Regions from separate parts of the Ovis aries genome. Here region 1 is linked to region 2. Evidence: chromatin contacts called from public Hi-C data. All regions are on one chromosome and are shown on one strand. The core of a region is the stretch at or near the end of the contact, and the rest is flanking DNA. Distances in the headings are between cores, read along the strand shown.

The links. A called contact is a pair of places that touch in the nucleus more often than the background predicts.
Region 1: a Hi-C map of mixed tissues shows a contact between it and region 2, with 3 times the contacts expected there. The contact joins the enhancer-like site here to the promoter of INHBB in region 2. A contact is called at or near these places in 2 of 16 Hi-C or Micro-C datasets (mixed tissues and tail adipose tissue).

The regions. Positions count from the first base shown.
Region 1 is chr2:185,979,687-185,986,718 of ARS-UI_Ramb_v3.0, reverse strand. No RefSeq gene overlaps it. Among named protein-coding and RNA genes, the nearest start is that of GLI2, 74 kb to the left of the region's middle. Within about 2 kb of position 3,433, at least 3 of the 54 cell types and tissues checked have an H3K27ac peak or open chromatin away from gene starts, as enhancers often do.
Region 2 is chr2:185,660,975-185,668,196 of ARS-UI_Ramb_v3.0, reverse strand. INHBB (inhibin subunit beta B) reads right to left here and starts at 2,864. Exons shown (of 2, transcript XM_027965046.2): 1 at 2,046-2,864. The coding sequence starts at 2,496.

The DNA of each region.
Region 1 (7,032 bases), core at 2,184-4,683, 320 kb before region 2:
ATAGGCTACCCACTCCAGTATTCTTGGGCTTCCCTGGTGGCTCAGCTGGTAAAGAATCCACCTGCAATATGGGAGATCTGGGTTTGATCCCTGGGTTGGGGAGATCCCTTGGAGGAGGGAATAGCTACCCACTTGAGTATTATGGCTTGGAGAATTCCATGGACTGTACAGTCCATGGGGTGGCAAAGAGTCGGACATGACTGAGTGACTTTCACTTTCACGTCTTTCAACACGTTTAAATTTTATAACAAAATTTCACAACTAATTTTTTGTCCCTTCATAATTTGCCTTCTGCTGTTGCGAGTACCCATGTGTGTGCGCGTGCGCATATGTATGCTTTTAGCCGTTGTTTCTACCAAGTCCAGTTTTGTTTGAGTGCATTGTGCAAATCTAAGCTTCATGAAGATTTAATTCTTTCTTTAGTTTTTGGCCAACTGGACATTTTCCCTCAGGGATTACCGGTAGCTCAGTGGGTAAAGAATCTGCCTGCAATGCAGGAGATGCAGGAGACGTAGGTTTGATTCCTGGGTCCAGAAGATCCCCTGGAGGAGGACATGGCAACCGACTCCAGTATTCTTGTCTGGAGAATTCCATAGACAGAAGAGCCTGGCGGGCTACAGTCTGTGAGCTGCAAAGATTCGGACACAACTGAGTGACTGAACAGACAGACACGCACGCCCTTTCCCCTCAGGGGCTGATTTCAATATTGCGTTATGTAGTTTATGTTGACTGTTATGTTTGCTGATGACACTTCTTACTCGTCTATAAAGCAGGAGGTTCTATTTCTTTCTTTGTTAATCTATCAGAAACTTGTGAACACTTTTGGGAAATGGAAAAACAAGAGGGAAAGAGAAAGGGGTGAGAGGTTAGTGCCAAGAGGAGACCTAAATGGTCCCATGAGACACAGACCCAGAAACAGCGGGGACAGGGCTGAGGACGTTTGGTTCCAATCCCTTTGAATTCAAAATGTGCTGCTTCTGAGTTGGACAGCAAGCATTTTAGCCAAGAGATGGGACCCATCTTTGGCACTGATGGGGGCAAGGGTGACCCAGTCTTTGGGGAAGACCCAGTTGGTCGGGAGTCTAGGGTTGAAGTAGGAGGGTTTGGAAGAGGGTCAGACTGGGGCTGGGACCAGGATCGCCACAGGGGTGGGGAGGGATATGGCAGTATGGCTCCCTGCCATACTGGCCCCAGGAAGCTACCCTCGTGGTTTCAACTGGAGATGGTCCACTCAGCAGGGACTCTAATCCCGTTTCCCCATTCACTAGTGAGTGCGTTGAATGAGCTGCTTAGCGGCCACCACTTTAGCTCCCTCAGCTGACACATGGGATGCCTTCCTCAAAGGGCTGCTCTTAGAACTATGCACAATCACGCAGGCAAAATGACTGACTAGAGAAGCCTCTGTAAATGGTGACTCCTATTCCTAGTATCAGGGTGGCTGTGCAAAGACCAGGGAAGCAACCTGAAGCTAGTCCCCTTGACCATTCAGGGGCCAGGGGAAGGGGAGGAGGGAGCAGCTAAACCTGCCTGGAAAGGATCGCTAGACTGGTGGACCTGCTGGGAGGGAGCCTCAGAGGCATGAATACCCCACCGACAATCTCCTCCCATCTTCTTCTGGGCTTCGCAGGACCAAATCCAATAGGAAGGCAGAGGTCAGGGAGTCCAGATGGGTCTGCATCCTGGGGCAGAGAGCAGGGCAGACAAAGGGTGGCTGTGGGCTGCAAACTGAAGGCGTCAACATAGACCAGGAGTGAGCCTTGCCCTGTGCCTCCCCATTTCCGGGCTCTGGGAGGGAGAGTAGGGGAGGGGGAAAGGCTCTCCCATCAGACTGTTTCCCAGTGGACAGGCTCAGCCATTCAGCTCCTCTGAGAAAGGTCAAGGGTAATGTATTCCTCCTCCTGACTCGAGGTACAGCCAAGGCTCACTCACCCAGACCCCTCAGCATTCCAGGCTTGGAATGATTCAGATGGGAGTTGGCCTGAAATTTATCTTTGCTGTATTTACACAGAAAGACCTTAAAAAGCTAGTCGATGGTGTCAACAAAGATCATTATAATATTTCAGGAGAGATGGTTTAACATACCAAAGGAGGGGAAAAGAATTTTTTAAGCACAGCAGTGGAAACCATATTTGGACATTGAGGGAATCAGAAACTGTTGTTTTTGGTAATAATCACCCAGATGTTATCCCATATGAGCCAGAAGGTGATTCAGGGATGAGACGGAAATCATGTGGTCACGTTTGCTCAATGCCCTTTGAGAGTGGTACCCAGTGGTGGTTAAAAGGTGGTAGTCAGGTGGTTTGACCCTCTGGAGTCAAAAGTCAAGCTCTCTCCTCACAGATGCAGCTTGAGGCTGTGGTAGGAAAGCACACTTTGGATTCAATACGATTGACCTGATATCTGCAAGTCTTATGGGTCCTCTGACTCTGGTAAAACCTTATTTTTCCATCTGTGAAACGGGTCAGGCAACCCACGCCCATGGGCTTTCTCTAGAGAGTACCAGGTTCCTGTGGCGATGGCCCTACCGCATAGTGGGTCATCAGCTCCTGAATCCCTTTCTTCCATTGGATGCTCCTGAAGGACCTGCCCGGTTCTACAGCCTACATGTCTGCCTGGTGGAGGTTAGCCAGGGAATGCTGGCTGGGAAGCAGGGAGGCCACCAATCCCCATTATTTGACTCAGACTAACCCAGTTTGTCCCAGGCCTTGAGTCCAGCCTCGTTTCTCTCTTAGATCCTACCCTCGGAGTCACATGGGCAGTGTCTTCCAATAGGAAGAACATAGTGCTTTAGACCCAGCCAGGGGCCATTTCAAATCCCAGCTCTGCCAGTTAAGTACCAAGGAACAACTTTCTGAACTTCCCTTAGACTCTGGACAAGTGAGATGGCCAAACCTGCTTTGCAGGCAGTCTCAAATGCCCAGGACAACCTTTGGTCACTGTAATGGCTAGGTAATTGGTGACTATCACTATTGTTGTTTGCGGAGTGTGTTCAGACGTTTCTAAGTTGGTCAGAAATCTGGTTTTGCCTCTGGGATTTTCCCCGTGATGAGAAGTTGCAGACTGTTGGGAAAATCTGCTGATTTGCAGGGGGTGGTGACTGTAGTGAGGGAGAGGTGGTGTCTGCGACATGACCACAGGAGTGTGGTCTGTTCTGCCCAAGCCCTGCGTCCAGGTAAGGATGCAGAGATAGAATACCCTGAGGCCCTGCTCCTGCATCCTCTCTTCCCCAGGATGCGAGTGTGGTCCCCAGAGGGTTCATCTTGGCCAGAGAGCACAGGACATGCCGTGACCTCCCTGCGGAAGAGATGAGTAATAAAGCGCAACGGCTTGCCCAAGGCACCATGGAAAAAGGCGTCCATCATCTTAATGGTACCTTTTAGATGTCTAGCTGAGCTGCAGCCTCTTCCTCACGATCCCTGCCCCTCCCGCGAGCACTGCGGGGGAGCTATTCCTGGCATGTCCTGTGGTACAAAAGCGCGGTTCATCTTCTCAAGGAGACGTGGGGAGGTTGAAAGTCAAACTCGTTGGAACAAACCTTGGCTTTGGAGAAGAGTCAAGTGCTTGTTATGCAAGCGCTCGCCCTCCCCAAGGAGAAGTCAGCACGATGAGAAAAACAGAGTTGGGGGGGGATTTGGCGATAAGGGTGAAAAGGGAACAAGATCGATGAGGGACACACCGTGTCTGTGCGGGGGCGTGGCCAAGTGTGTGGGGGCGTGGTCATCGCCTCTAAGCGGGGAGCTGAGTCTTCAGCATCAAGTAGAACAAGCCAGGTAGGGAGGAGAGCAGGCTGGAGAAGAGTTGAGGTTCAGCTTGGCTTGGCTTTGGAAGAGCAAGTTGTGCCACAGCTGCTCTCAGGCCTAGGGCCACAGCCTTCATGCTTGCAGGGATCAGGGTTAGTAGAGAGACTGGGACTGAGGCCGGAGGAATCTCCTGCTCAACTGAGAGCTTGATCATCTTTGGCCTCAGTTTCCCCATTGACACAACAGGGATTATATCTGTTTGCCTCTTTGTCTAACAGGTGAGCTGGAAGCAGAGTCTGATAACAACATCTCATGGCAGAAAATGTGTTCTAGCATCTTAGGGGGTACTGGTTGGACTGCTGGTGTCCTTTGGTGAAGGAAGGCAGGGTGTTGCCAGAGGACCTGGGAGCTGAAAAGAGAAGATCCTGAGTGTCGCTTTCAAAGGTACAGAAGGCTGTTGCCAGGATTCAGGGTGTTGCCACGATTCCCTCTGGACCAGGGAATGTGGCTGAAGAAAACTTGCTGTGAGGTGTTTTTCTTTGTTGGGAAAAAAGAGCAAAAGAGAGAGAGAGGCCTGGGAAGGCAGGTGGAGTCTCATTCATTGCCCAGGTCAGGTGGGGAAGAGGAGAGGTTGCCCTTCCCACTTTTTAAAGAAGAGAGCTGCTACCATACTTTTTTCTCTTTTACATATCAGAGTTCTAATTATGATTTCCCATAGACAAAAGATTCCTTTACTGCTTGAGTTCAAAGCTACTGATTGAAACCATTGTCCACTAGCCTGGGAAATTCCTTGCAAAGCTCTTGCTTCTCTGGGCCAGGATCTCTGTCCCGGGTTTTCGTGCTGCATTTCAAAATACTCTGAAATGTAGTGGCTTACAACAGTGAGTTCTCATTTCCTTTCATCAGTTGACTGGGCTCAGCTGGGTGGTTTTCACTTGGGGGCCTTTCTTGCAGTTGTCCTGAGACAGTGGCTGGAGCTGAGTCCTAAGGCTACAATGATGGATCATCATAGAGGACTGTGCCACTATTGTGGCTGTCACTCCAGCTGGGAGGGCTGGGAGAGCTGGGGACCAGCCAGGTAGCTGTCTGCCCTCATTGCCTCTCTGTGTAGACCTCCTCCAAGCCTGGTGGTCTCGAGTGAGTCAGACTTCTTACATGGGGCCTGGCTACCTCCAGATGCATCACCCAGGAGACCCTGGCAAAAGCTTCAAGGCTTTTTAGGACTTAGCCTCAGAAGTTCAAGCATCACTGCCATCACATTCTGCTAGACAAAAGCTAGCCCCAAGGGTAGCCCACACGGAAGGGGAGGGGACTCTGAAAGTGGGTGATACCAGGGCCAAGCTCACTGGAGGCCCTCTTTGCAGTCTGGCTAACAGTTTCAAGAGGAAGAAGGAGGATCCAGGCCTGACCCTTCCTCTCCCTGCCTCTGCAGCACTGCTGGGAGCTGGATTTGGGGGCCTCAGTCCAGAGATCTGTCCATCTCCAGAACTGGGGCTGGCAGACTGGGCAAAAGGGAGCCCACCCTCTGCTCCTTGTCTCAAGTTCTTTTAAGAGCAGATAAAAGCTTCTATTCCATAGTCACTGAGTTGAGAGACTTCACTCCCCACTTCAGGAAAACAAAACCAAGTCCCTGACCCCAACTGTCTGCTGGGAAAGGAAGGTCACTCTTCTGGACATGTGGGCAATATGATTAGATGGGGAAGTCTGCACTCTGTCCAGGTGGAGGGTTCCCCTCCACAGCCTCTTGTTTCTGACAGTTTCAGAAACTTCCTTCAGCAAATGGAAAAGCGGGAGTCAGCCCAAAGGGGAGCAGGAGTGAGAGGCAGGGTTTGGTCTGGTCCTCCTTGATAGATGCAGGCTAGCAGGAGACTTCTGGCTTCCTGGAATTATTGCTAAAACTCAAGCTCTCATCATGGTAAGTTTCAGACATTTTCACTTTTCCCTGGCCCTGGGAGGGCCCTGTGTTGCTTTAGCTCCTGTTCCCAGGGATGGAGAGGCTTCTGTCAGACAGCCAGGCACAACCATCATTTGGCAAAAGCAAGGTCCCAGTGAGTTGTTAGGAGTGTCAGTCACCTGAGAGGTCTTCTCTGCAGACGCACTCCAAAGCCTGGGAGCCCATCCTTGCGGGGAAGTGATTCTGCTCCTGATGAGGGAAGGGAACCAAAAACACCAGGAAGATGTAAGGATGGCTGCTTCGGTGGGGAATGTGGTTAGAGTCTAGAGGCAAAGAAAGCAGGCCTGTCTCCTCTCTTGCTTAACTGAGGGCAGCATGTCCAATGTTTCCACTTGATCTCTGGTTTCCTCGGGACCCACTCCACTGAATGTATTTGCAGTGCAGTCGTCTTTTGGAAGCAAATGCATGGAGAGTGGAGAGGGTAGGCAGGAGGGAGAGGGTCCCATAGCCCATGAAAGCAGCTGCCACTTTATCTTGGGAGGGGACCCCAGGGAGCCCTTGAACTCGATGTCACTTCTGTCATGCCTAGTGAGAGGCGCAAGTGAGCGTGTGCGGGAAAAGAGAACCGCCGAGAAAACAGTTCGCCTCTGTTAATATTTGATAGGCAGCCAAAGCACTTTTGTTCCTGAGCCCGGCGAGCTACCCGTGAAAAAATAAATTGCTTTTCAAGAACATTCATCACAGCAAGTGGCTCGTTTCCTTGTCCTCAAACAACCCCATTCCTGGGCCCTTTCTCCCATTAAAAACCCCTCCGATGTGGTAAAACAAATAAAGAAACGAAGGGGAGGTGTGGGAAGTGGTGGCTGCTGGAGGGAAGGTGGACACTGGGGCAGGGGATGCTAGGGGCAAAGAAGCAGCAAACCCTGGGTTCCTGTTAGGCCTTGGGATATGGGTCCTGCTTGCATGATCCTTCTAACACACTTGCGCCGAACTTCAGAAATACACCTGTGGAGCCAGAGGCTTTCTGCTGTCTTGTTCACTGTGTATCCCTAGACACAGAGGAAATTCTCAACAGACCTTTGTGGGATGAAGGAATAAATGAGAAAGTCCAAAATGGGATGATTGGGGTAAAAGGTTCCATCCAATCCAGGATGGATGTTGTTTTTATGACAATTTTTTTTTTTTTTCAGCCACAAATTCCATGATCAATTAACCAGCCAGATCAGATCCCAGGGTCTGTTGTGTGATCTCCTGCTAGCTCTGGGGGTGAGCTACCAGGTTTGAGGGGGCAGCTTACTGTAGGGGGAGGCCACCAACCTTTAGTTTTACCATGTGACTCTGAGTTGCATCATCTCAAGCTCTGAGACCTACTAAAGGAGACTAATCACTTACATTGTA
Region 2 (7,222 bases), core at 1,615-4,114:
TTTCTTTCTTTCTTTCTTTTTTTTTTTTTTGGTTAACTTAGGGCATTGCAAAATCCAGCTGAGCCACCTACAGCCTCTTTCCAGTGTTTACCTAAGCATGATCTGATCCAACCCCCAGTGGAACCTCCACTGCAAACAAGCCAGCTCTGCTCAGATTTCTGACACAGGAACGTGTGCTCTGCAGGCTGCAAAGTGCAGCCTTTGCTTCTGAGTACTTCCAAGGGACAGGGCACGCAGTCTTGAAACTTGAAGTCTACCCCTTTCATGAGACACTGACTCCCCGTGAATGGCACATTTGAAGTCTCCATCGATAAGGAGAATTGGTTTATTAGTTGTCTCAATAATTCAGCTCAACAAGAAGAGAGGCCATGCCAACTGAGAGAGGAATCCTCTCTCATCCTACATTTCAGTGACCCTGCTCTCTGACGATCCCTACTTTTTTTTTTTTTCCCCTCCGGGAAGAACAAATAAGCCAACTGTGTGGCCTCCGATGGTTTTATCAAACCTCCTACCACTGCCCCCTTCCCAGCCCCCTCCTCAGGCCTCGCCTGGCTCCTCTAATAACACTGACATCTGACTTTGAAATGGGGGAAAGTGCAGCCTTAAAAGCTGGTCTTGGACGAGCTGCCTGTGACCTGAATCTGTTATTTATAAGTCAAAGAGCTGGCTCCGTGGAACCGACCAGAAATATAACAGCCCCTGCTGTCATTTTGTGCCACCGGGACCAAAAGGCCTCCTCGACCTTCCAGAATCACATTTCTGCTCTGGGCCCCAAAGCACCTTTTAATCCAAGCTCTCTAATTGCATGTCCAGATTCCCTTGACTCTGTCGGACAGCTAAAACGGCAATGCATTTCTTTCTAAGCACAAACCAGCCCTGATTGTCTCTGCTTTTCTCCACACCCGGCCATGCAAAACTTTTCATCCCTTTTCATCCCCAGGCGGCACCTGCACAGTCTGCCCACTGCCTTGGGGGTTGGGGGGAGGCATTCGCAGCCTGGGGACACAACTGCCACCAACTCTCCCCCGCAAGGCTCCCTGCCCACCCTGCCCTGCCCAAACCCGAGCTTCCCCCTGCGACCTTCTCGGCAGTCCCCCTGCACAAATGGGGCTGAGCTCCAGGCACAAAAGCCAGCCTGGCTCATTCAAGTCCTGAAAAGGACAGCAGAGCCGAAAGCACTTGCAGCATTTCAGCGCGAGCACATTTTTCTCCTTCTTTTAAAGTTCGAAAGATGTTTTTCCTCGCTTGATTTTTATATTCAGACAGTGGTTAAAAAAATTTGCAATATAGGGCCGGAGGAACATTCCAGAAAGGACTCCGACCCTTTGTTAACTAGGAACTCTGCTGGCTCTAAAGCCAGGGAGCTGCCTCAGCTCCCAAGCAAGCCGAGAGGCACGGGGCTGCCCTCTGAGCTGCAGCCTTTCTCTGCGTAAATGATGGGACCTGTTGAGAAGCCTGCCTTCCACCGATTCCGGTGCCCACACAATCGGAAGAGAGGTTGCCTAGCTCTCCCCAGCGAAGCTTCAGCAATCCTGGCAAGCCCACGCTGCCCGGCGATGGAAGCGGCCCCAGGGGCCTCTCACGCAGGCATACACACACACACACACAGAGTCACACACACATACACACACTCCTCCGGCCCACGGATATCAACAAGCACACACATCTCCATCTATACTGCTAAGCCTACACTCCGATCGTGGGAAACAAAAACATTAAGCAATCACCAAGCGAGTGCCCGCGGAGCCAGGGCCGCAATAGTCCGCCGGGAGGGGGACGCGCGCCCAAAGGCGCTGGGGCCCGTTTCGGAGAGCAGGGGTGGAGGACAGAGCGCTCCTCGGCGGGGATAGGGGAGCAGGAAGGGGTTGCTGCCTTCGAGAAGAGGACCGCAGCCCGGACGGAGCGCACAGGGCCGGAGGCGAGCGGGCCGAGCCGGCAGTCCGGGTTTCCCCCAGGGCGCGCGGGCTGCGGCGGCGACGGCCAGAGCCAGCGAAGAGAAAAGCGGGTGGAGGAGGTGGCGAGGGCCGCTCGAGGGACCGACCCACCTGTCTCGGCGAAGCTGATGATCTCGGAGACGCGCTCCGGGCCGTCTGCGCCCGGGCTGGCGTGGCCGTCGAGGTGCGGGATCTCCACCCGGCCGTCCTCGCGCACCTTGCCCGCGTGCAGCTTGCGCAGGGCCGTGACCATGGCGGCCTTGGGCACGGCGTGTGTGATGTTGGGCCGGCCCCGCATCTGCAGGCGGCTCAAGATGTGCCGCTTCACCGCCTCCAGGAAGTCGCCGTCTACCCGGCCCAGCTCCTCCGGCCGCCGGAAACCGCCGCACGACGTGCAGGTGTCCTGCGCGCCGCCGGGGGCTCCGGGCGGCGGCGGGGGCGGCTGCGGCGCGGCGGGCGACGGCGGGGGCGTGGGAGAGCCCCAGACCCCGGGCCCCAGCCAGCCGACCGCCAGCATCACAAGGCAGGCGGCCCCCAGCGCCCGACCGGGCAGCCCGTCCATGGTGCGCCGCTGGCGACGAGGGCGCCCGCCGCGAGGCGAGCCGAGCCGAGCGCAGGGCGGCTCACGGCTCCCGGCGCGCCGCCCCGCCCCGCCCCCGCCCGGGCCTCCGCCCGCCCGCCGGGAGGGCCGCAGCCGGCTCACAGGGGGAGGGGGCCCGGTCGGGCCGCGGGGGTTCCCGCGCGGCGGGGAAGGGGCGCCGTGGGCCGCGGGGGGCCGGAGAGGCGCCCTGGGCGAGGCAGGGGCAGGAGGGTTACTGCCGCGCGGGCGTCTCGGGGCGCGTCGGCATCCGCAGCTTTCCCCCCATCCTCTCCGCGTCGGGGCCCCGCTGCCCCCGCTCGGGTGAAGCGAAAGCAGCGGCAGCGGCGGCTTGGCGGCCGGGCGGGGAAGGTGGCAAAAGGGCCGGTCGACGCAACTTGGGCGAGACGGAAGCGAAGGCGCCCGAGCCCCCAGAGCGGAGCCGGGCGCGGCTTGGCGCGGCGCTGCGGCGGGCGCTGCGGCGGGGCCCCGCGCTCGCACCTGAGCGCCTCGCCCTCGCCCTCGCCGCCTAGCACCGAGGAAGGGCCGCGGGCGGTGGCGACGGGTGGGTCGTCCTCTCCGCGGGTTGGCGGGCGGACAGCGGGGCGAGTGCGGTGCCGGTAGCGCCGCGGAGCGCGGGCCCGCTCAGAAGCGGCGCGGAGCCCGGGACCGCGGGCCCTGCAGTCCTCGCGGCGCGTCACAAGGCAAAGTTGTCTCCAGGCTCCCGGGGCGCCGCATCCACCGGCAGGCGGGCGGGCGGGCCGGCTGCTGCGCGCTCCGGCGGGTCCTCTGCTCCGCCCGCCTCCTCGCCGCCTGCCTCCCTCCGCCCGCCTGCGCGGGCCGGCGGGACTCCGAGCGCCAGGCTAGGCGGCGGCGGGGCCCTCCTCGTCCCGGTCTCTTCTGCCTGCGCGGCGGCGGCGATGTCGGTTCGAGCTCCTAAAAGTATCGCCGCGTCCCCGGCGTGGGTGCCCTCGTTGGCTCTCCCGCCGACACACGCCGCAGGGCCGGGAGAGAGCTGCGGGTGGCGGCCGCGTCCCCGCGCCCGGCCGCGGCAGAGTGCGGATCCCGCCAAGGAGGAGTTCTTCGCTTTGCCCTCTTCTTTTACTCTCGTTTTTTCTCCCAAGGGTGAAAAAAAAAAAAAAAAAAAAGCCGCACAATCTCCGTATGTGCGAGCGCGTTGTGATAGAGGTTGGCAGGAAAAAAAGGGGGGGGGAGGGGGCAGTCTCGCCCTGGCCGTGCGGGAGGAGACTGTCCGCGCCTCCCGGCTCTGCTTCCCGGGGTTGCGGGGGGGATGCGGGGGGAGGGGGAGGCGGAATCTGTTCAGGTTGATGCTGCCCGCTCCCCGCCCACCCCAGCTTCCCTCCGCTCTTTTCCTTCTGCCTTAGCGAGAAGGAGGAGCGAACCGACTGGCTTCCCTCCCCTCCCCACCCCACAAGACCGGGCCACTTCTGCGGTCTCGAAACTTTCTCGCCACGTGGGCGCCCCGGACCCCCGCCCGGCTGGGCGGCGGGCGGCACCGACGGGCTCCCCGACCCAGGATCCCGGCGCTCGTCTCCTCCCGGCGGCCGCGCAGGCCCTGTCCTAGTCCCTGCCGCCGCCTTCCCCGCCCAGGAGAGGCACCTCTCCTCGCCGCAGCCGCCCCCGGCCTTCCTGGGGTGCTCCCTCGCTGGCCGCGGCAAGGCGGGGGCGGCCGCGGGCGCCGCGGACTGGCTCCGCCGGTGGATGTCGCTCCGGGGCTGCAGTGCCGGAGCCAAGCGCCCCGGGCCGCCGGCACACTGGGTGAGACGTGGACCCCGCAGACTGTAGGGGTCTGGGGGGCCGCTGCCTCCGCCGGCGCCGCGCCCCGAGAAGCTGCTCGACTGCATGGGGAAGCGGCCTCGCGGCCCATGAGCCTCCCGAGCTCTGGGCTTGTCAGGCTGGAGAAGCTTTCAGCACCACTGCGGCCGCCACCCCCCTAGTTGGCAAATCTTGGCCGCAGACAAAGCCAGGTCCCAGTCGAGGCTCCGCTACGGCCGGCCTTGCCGGAGTGACCGTGGCTAGAGCCTTCCCATCCTAGTCTCTGCCGCCTCGTGCTTACACGGGCACAGTAATGACTATTGAAACACTGGCTGGTGGGGAGCCCTAAAGTAGGCAACCGGGCCAAGCTCCTCACAGAACTCAAGAAACTACCCTTCCAAGGCTGCCGTTCTTAGGCCACTAGCGAAAGACGCTGTCAGTGAACAGCAGAATCCCAGCCTCGTCCAGAACCCCAAGTGGAGTCCGTTCCTTCTGTCCCCCCTGGCGTCCCGACCACCATGTGGAGCAACAGGACGGTTCTCCTAGGGTGCAGCAGGAACGCGGCCTTGCGCTCTCGTCTCAACTGCCTAGACCCCCACCCACAGTGAACGCGCCGCATAACAACGGAACTGCAGGGAGTTTAGCTTCTTAGCGTATCGGGGAGCCCGGGACAACCGAGGTGGACCGCGGCCTCAGGCTCAGGGCTCCCCCCAGCACCCGCGGCCCCTCATCGCAAGCTTCTCAGGCCAGCCGGGCACTGTGGCGTTTAGCCTCAGCCGGACCGCAGCCTCACCGAGGTCCGCAAGTCTGGAGGCGGAGCGCCCCCTCCCTCCCGATCCGAGGAACCGACTCAAAGGTGCGCAGGGCCGGTCCCAAGGTACAAAAATGGGCTGCTCTGGGTTTTATCAACCGAAAGTCCGAAATAGGGGACAGGCAGGGTCCCCGAAATGCCGGTCCCCAAAATGGCAACCTTTCTGGTTCCTTAGGGCTTTCTCCAGATCCTGAATCGTTGCCACTCCCAAACTGACAGCCCTTTGTTCCCTCGGCTTACCACCCCTGGCTCTGGCCCAGAGCCTGGGAAACCCTGAGCAGAGAGGAGGTAACCTCTGCCTCCTGGGCAGCTTGTACCACCGCCTTCTACGCAGTGGCCCTGAGCCAGCCCAACCACCTTTGTGATTTTGTGATTTTGCTTGCCTCTTCTGCCAGGCACACTTGCTCTGGTCTACTGGTCCTTCCCATCACCACAACCACCAACCTACATGGGGATCTCACGCCCAGGCTTCAAGACCCAGCCCAATCTTGGTGAAGCCTCCATGGCCTTCTTGTGCCCTGAATAGCTGTTTGCTGGTTTTGCCCCTCGGATCAGTGCCCAGATTTTACCTGTTCACCTGTCTCCTGTGAGGGGCCTCAGGTTCCTGCAGGACAAGGACCAGGCCTCTGTGTGATGCCAGACCTGGAAGATAATCAGGTGCACTTTATTGACCCAGTGTTTGGTTGGTTGACTGATTGATGGATTGAAAGAAGTCGGTAAGCCAGCAAAGGCTTTAACACCTCTACTTCTCAGCACAAACTCACAGTAGTGTTCCTTGCCTTCTCAGTTACAACCCTTTATTTATTTTTTTGTGAAAGTGTTAGTCACTCAGTTGTGTTTAATTCTTTGTGGCCCCATGGACTGGGGCCCACCAGGCTCCTCTGTTCATGGAATTCTCCAGGCAAGAATTCCCTTCTCTAGGAAATCTTCCCCACCCAGGGATTGAACCCCGGCCTAACACATTGCAGGCATTCTTTACCTTCTGAGCCACCAGGAAAGCCCATTTATTTATGTATGTATTTATTTATATTTATTTTTTGGCCACACCCCACAGCATACAGGGTCTTAGTTCCCTGACCAGGGATTGAACCCAGGCCCCATGCAGTGAAGTCTTAACCACTGGACCATCAGGGAAGCCCCGCAACCCTTCTTATTGTGGACAGAGCTGGGTAGAGCTGTAGGAAGAGGGGAGGGCTCCACGCCTTTGTGAAGGTGCAGCATCCTGCTCATCGCCCTGGTGCTGGGAAGAGGCAAAAGCCACCATGTCCCTGCTGGTCAGAGGAGAGAAGATGAGGTTCAGAGGAGGGTCCTCATTTTGCTCCCCTGACGAAGGAGCTGCAGCCCCGCTGCCAGTCATCTGCTGGGAGGGAACTGGGTCAAGCGGTAGTCAGAAACCATCTGCTCGAGAAGCTGGGATTATCCCGCCCTCTGCTGATCCCCCAGCCCTCAGGAGCCAAGGGTGTAAATTGAGTTCTTCCAGATCACCTTGTGCTTTGCGGGGGAGCTCCCCATTCCCTACTGAGGAGCAAGGACCTTTTCCTGTTGCTTCAAAGCCTCATTTAGCACTGGACTCTGTTCTCCTTTAGATTGAGGGTGACCTCAGCCCACAGTCTGAGCCAGGGATGTGACTGCGCCTGTCAGTTTTGAATACAATAATGTACATCAATACTTCAGCCAACACCCTCTAGACCGGCTGCAGGACCGGGCCGCCCCCACACGGAATGCTGGCTCCCTGACGCCGTCAAGGAACTCAGGCCCAATGGTAAAGGCGGGAGGAAACATGGCGACAACATGGATCCAGGCACTCAGAGTATGAAGAGGCTTCCTCCAGGGAGCTCAGAGCACGTGCTCTCACAATCGCGTGTTGTTTTGTTTTGCATAACCCGGAGCTGACGAAGATGTCCAGAAGTGACAAAGCAAATGATAAAAGTGAATCTCAGCATGCAGTTCTTGGCCACACGGCCCCTACAGAGTGTTGGGGCACAGTCCTTCTCAACATGGGTGCTCCAGACCTGGGATGGAGAGGGGCCTCTGTCTGAGTTGGGTTCCAGGGATCCGTGTTCACTTTTTCACCACTGGTCAAGAAGCCACAGCTGCCAGACATCACCATCACGCATTATAACT